Linked DNA regions of Mus musculus: region 1 is linked to region 2. A link is a contact called in public Hi-C data. All regions are on one chromosome and are shown on one strand. The core of a region is the stretch at or near the end of the contact, and the rest is flanking DNA. Distances in the headings are between cores, read along the strand shown.

What was found. A called contact is a pair of places that touch in the nucleus more often than the background predicts.
Region 1: a Hi-C map of tail fibroblasts shows a contact between it and region 2, with 2.7 times the contacts expected there. The contact joins two enhancer-like sites. A contact is called at or near these places in 1 of 484 Hi-C or Micro-C datasets (tail fibroblasts) and 2 of 115 datasets of contacts at active chromatin or transcription factors (the NIH/3T3 cell line and pancreatic cancer cells).

Annotation. Positions count from the first base shown.
Region 1 is chr15:62,285,348-62,288,047 of GRCm38.p6, forward strand. No RefSeq gene overlaps it. Among named protein-coding and RNA genes, the nearest start is that of Pvt1, 250 kb to the left of the region's middle. Within about 2 kb of position 1,449, at least 74 of the 459 cell types and tissues checked have an H3K27ac peak or open chromatin away from gene starts, as enhancers often do. A contact at or near this core is called in the NIH/3T3 cell line, pancreatic cancer cells and tail fibroblasts, where this site is marked.
Region 2 is chr15:62,657,423-62,660,122 of GRCm38.p6, forward strand. No RefSeq gene overlaps it. Among named protein-coding and RNA genes, the nearest start is that of Gm41333, 10 kb to the right of the region's middle. Within about 2 kb of position 1,394, at least 25 of the 459 cell types and tissues checked have an H3K27ac peak or open chromatin away from gene starts, as enhancers often do. A contact at or near this core is called in the NIH/3T3 cell line, pancreatic cancer cells and tail fibroblasts, where this site is marked.

The sequences.
Region 1 (2,700 bases), core at 199-2,698, 370 kb before region 2:
GTCTTCACAGGGTCCTGCCACTATACTGTACGTGAGAGGGTCGCATACATCTCTCTCTCATGCACACATACAGATACACACCCTTAGATGCACTCACACACAGGGAGAGACTAACTTTTAGATTTAATAAACATCTAAAACATAAGAATCATGAGGTACGTATATTACAATCACTGTTTGATTGAATGATTTCCACGGCCATTCTAAGAACCATTTATTACTTGGTGCTGCTAAGGAAGACCATGCTTGCCCAGGATGTCAGGAGACTATGGCAAACTGTTAGAATACCCTCTCTCCTGAACAATAACAGAAACATTCGTCCAGTTTCCCCTTCTCTTTTTTGTAGCTTTGATGTAGTCAGTGGCCCATCTGCTAGCCTACTCTCTTTGGTCCTGATCATTCTGATCTGGTTGTGATGGTAGTTCTTTGCCAGTTGAGGACTCCTTTTTTTCTCAACTGGTCATTTTGGTTGCTCTCTCAGACTTTAGCACCATGTTGTGTAGCTCAGGACGCCCCATTCCGCAAAGGAACCTGCCAGTCTACCTAGGGGATTGCACTACCATTTCAGTGTGACCAAAAGTAAGAGAATAGAAGTCAATGCTGGACAGAATGTCACCATATTTGACATTCCTTCTTGATGGGAGAGCAGTGCTGCCAACAGAATTTGCTCCCCAGCCCGTCCTGGGGTGGGAGCAATTGGTGGCAGTCACGGGCAATTGGCAATGCCAAGTCACGAAACAAGTAAATTGTGTTGCAAACCTTCGAGATTGGCTGTATGACCACCACATCTGCTCTGCAAGGAAACACCCATCTCTACATCATAATGTGAGATTGGCTTGTGCAGAATGGCTTTTCAGCCCAAAGCTCCATATGGAAATAGTATGTTTGACATGCTGAAAGTTTAGATCCATAGTCCAGTATCACTGCCTTGACTCGAAATATGTTATCCTCCAAGGTTTGAAAGTGTGAAAATTGGAAAAATTAGCTTATCATAAAAGGTAAATGATTTTCTTTGTAACACGTTTGCATATATCACCATTTGTTGACCACCCCCCACTGGTCTCACCTGTCTCTCTGTACATCACATATATTTTATTATCCTCTCTTAGTGCGTCTCCTACTTCCTTTCCCTCCCCTTCAGGGCATCTCCATAGTCTCCTTTCTACCTTTGTGCCTTACAGAATACCTGTATGTATGTGTGTTAAGTGTTGCTTTAAAACCATAACAATCATACTGCTACTGCCCAGAGCAGTGAATGCTCTGCCAAATTATCTTATTTGGTTTTCGACAAAAGCCTCACGAGGCAGGTAGTTTAATTTCCACTTCCCAGACTAATAAAAAACAGAAGTTCAGGACTGTTCCGTAATGCATTCACAACCACACATGCAAGGAGAGGGTCAAGATTGAAGCCAGCATTCCTCTCGTGCACAGACCCTAATCTCATTACTTTTTACTCATGCATTTCCTCCCCGAGCTGGATACTAACCAGCTGAGCCACATACCTTACTCAACAGCGATGGCTGCAAATACTTTTGTCTGCTTATATGTAAAGCAAGCTACTTAGGAGACAGTGAAAATGACATTAGACATAATACAGAGGCAGAGTCTGTGTGCAACTGTGTCTTGAATGCTTAGATGAGATGTTTTCGTTTCTGTATGCTAGGATCTACAAAATGCATCCCGTTGCTTGAGCCCACTTGTTACGAGGACCTATTCACAGTAGTCACTCAGCTGTATCAAAAGGTCATGAAAAACATCCTGTGGAAAGGCTTTTTTTTTTTTTTTTTTTTTTTTTTTTTCTGGGCAGAGGATCTAGAGTATTTATGAGTCACTTGAAGGCTCTGTTTCCCTCTAGAGATGAGACATTCTAATTCTCCCATCTGTTGAGTTTGACTTACCACTTTCCCCAGAGGAGTCTTGGAGGCAAGGAGAAATCATGCTGACTAAATGGTGGTTGAAATTTGTAGGGTGACTGTTCAGTTTAGCAGAGAATAACTAGAAGGCACACTGTATCACCGCATTTGAAAAATCATTAAAAATGTTCCTGCTTCACATTCCTGTGGCTCCTTAAACTCAACCCTCCAGAGGACCTTCCTCCCTCCCCCTGCCAGCTAAAGCTGTGTCATTCTGAGCTGTGGCTATTGGTCATTTCCTGTCTCATCCATCCAAATGCTTGTTTTATTATGACTGCCATGAGAATGGGCTCTGAGCTAGGGACTGGGTTTCACAGCCATTGGCGGATGTGTTTCCTCCAATGTGGGAGCAGAGGGAAAGAATGCGGGATTCGCCTTCAGGAACCTGCATGCAGTCACCAGCTCTCTGCTAGCACTTGTGCTCATGGGTGTACTACTCAAGCATGTCTCTTTCAAACTGTATTTCTTTTTTGAGTACTTAGAATATATTAGTCCTCTGCTAGATATTGGGAACTGGAAGTACACAAAAATACAATAAAAATAGATCCTCCTATTTTTAGAATTCTGCTCTGATGGGAGACATAAAGTACACTAATAAAATTAGTACAGATGTATGTTGGTAAAATGTATGCTTTGCATGTGCTAATTTAGAGAAGGAAGCATGGGGTTTTGCATAGTATAGTTTTCTATATTAGACAACTATAATGACATGAAATCAGCTTTAAAATAAGCCTTTCTCCACTCCTTTCTTTCCCTTTCCCTCTCTCCCTTTCTCTGATCATCAAGT
Region 2 (2,700 bases), core at 144-2,643:
CAGAGCTAATTAGTGTTTCACAGCATTAACACAGGAAAAGAGTTTGTTGTTCCATAAGAAAAAGTTGTTCAAGTAAGCAAAACCTCCCAAAGCTATGGGTAGCTACTGCTGCAAATGTTTGCTTGAGTCCACAAAGAGTGTGTAAGACTTCCTGGCTTGCTAGTTAATATCTATGATCCTTACCCTCTCTGAAGACAAGTGTTCTCATGTATAAAATATAGAATATGATATCAGTCCTTCATACCCAAGTGAAAAAGTTAATAAATTATTTTAAAGTACAATGATCAAAGCATCTGTTACCATGTCAATGAAACGACAGCCTAATACATGGCATGAGGGCTGAGGCATTGCATGAAATATATAAAGAGCTGGGCTGAACCTTTCCAGATCCCCTACGTCAGAAACATAACTGTTCCTGGCTTTGTCTCCATTTCAGACCTTGTGAAGTGATACAATAACGGCTGTTTTGCTTCCATTCCATGGTCACATAAATGCTATTTTCTGCAGGGGCAGCACTATGCAAAAGTGAGAACTTTGAGAGGTTGTCTGAAATTAAGTGGGGGCTCTTCCCTGCCCAAGTGGAAGTCCCTTGAGAAGTAGTCAGAAAGTCTTCTTTTTGTCAACTTGCAAAATGATACCCATATGATCCTAGGACTCCTGATCTGTTTATGTATATGAATGAACAGATATTGATGGCAAAAATGAAGGGAGACTGGGAAGAAGTGCATTTTGGCAACTACTATCTGTCAGATTGCATCTCGTGATGACATTTATTTATCATGCCATGTTAGTTTATTTTCTCTATTGCTGTGGTAAAATTTAAAAAGCTACAAAAACGTAAGAGATAAAGAGCTCTGTTTCCAGATGATATGTTCCTTTATAGATTGGAATGCATAGAGGAAAGAGCCAAAGGGAGGGTGAGTTTTCACACTGCATGGACAGATAGTCAGAAGGGAAGCTGGGCTATAAAACCCCAAGGCCCACTTCCTCCTCCAGTGATGCCTCACCTGCCTGAGGCTTTATAACCTTCCCAAATAGCTGCAACCAAATTTTCAAACATGTGAGCCATAGGGAATGATACAAAGCCAAGACATTACTTTGCTTGCAAAACAAGTCAGAAAATGAAGGCTAAGAGGGCTTACGTATTCTAGGGAAAGAACATCATGGGTACGTAGGCTTACAGGATTCCCACTAGAACTTATGATTCTATGAAGCAACACCAAGGAGGCTTGCTTCATTTGCCAAGGAAGACTTTATGCTTTCTCTCCTTCATCACAAACTTAAGATATGAGTAACATTCCATTGTCCTTTCTTCTGGAACACACTCATCCTTGCCTGCATGCCATCTCACAACCATGGAGACCACTTCCATGGTTAACTGGAGAAGGGGAGAAAGTGTGTCTTCATCTGGATTCCTGTCTTATGTGTCCTTCACAACTATGGTCTGTGGTCTGCTTATGTAGTAATAAAATAACCTTAAACTGAATTCCATCCAACATTCTCAGCAATCTTGAGACCCAAACGTATCACCTGTGGTTTGGCTTAGGCATGGGTTGCTGTGGCAGCACCAGTCCTGACCATTTATCTTTCATTGCATTAAATGAATAATTCTTGTCCATGTTTCAGGAGCTTGGCTAGCCAGCTCTCTTAGGGTGGTGTGAAAGGGGAGATCTATTCTGTAAATAAAAAGTATAATTCTAAGAAAGAAGGACTTCTTTCAAGTTGCCTCGAAATTAAAGGGAGGGACATACAGCTGCAGAGAGGCTTTGAAGATCCAAATCTCAGTAAGAATCCAGTCCTAGTGGAATTCAGTGCTTGCTGATTTTCAAATGTTTCTTTCTTTCTTCTTCTTTGTTGGCAAACGGGCTGGAATTGATGACTAAGCAGTTCTTTTATCATCAAGGACTATTATTTTCTCACAATGACCTCAGAGTAGCCATGGCATTTATGACCTTATTCATACACGCTCTCTGCCCAGAAACATAGGGGAATGACTCTTTCCTTAAAATGAAGAGTATTACCGACTTCAGGGTATTCCAGTTCCTCAGATAGGTTAGACTTTTTTTTCTGTTAATGCCACATTTTAAATACATATTGGGTTTCCCTTACTCTCTGTCATTCCCTATCAAGTGGCTTGTCTCTTCATTGGCCTTCACAAGACTAGGAAAAGACAAAGCATGGCTTTCCAAGTGTTTCTGAAAGTTTTTCCCCTGAGCCTGCTAGAGAATAGAAAGGTCAGGCTGAAGTTCTGTCTGACTACCCTCAATGATAGTTGCTAGTTATTCAGGATTTGGTAGCTTTCTCAACAACTATTACTCTAGGTAGGAAAAGCACAGTTCAGACGTATGTCTCCTGAGGTCTTGATAAGCTTTTCTGTCTGTCACTTGTATATGACCTGTAGGTGGGTCACAGCGCATTTCCCTTTATCTGCATGTCCATTGCATGTTCAATGATTACTATCTACTTAAATTTAAAGTCTAATTAAATTTTGTCAAATTATTACTTCCTTTGTGTTCTCACACAATAATATTCCTTCCCCTTTAATCAAGATTTAAACCACAGATGCAGACACAATCATGCTAAAAATTAAATTTTCTCTTGATTTAGGTCTAACACACAAGTTCCATGTTCTAGAAGTATTTACAGATAACAGAGTTTTCAAGTCAATCCTTGTATATATGTGTGTGTGTGAAGATGAAG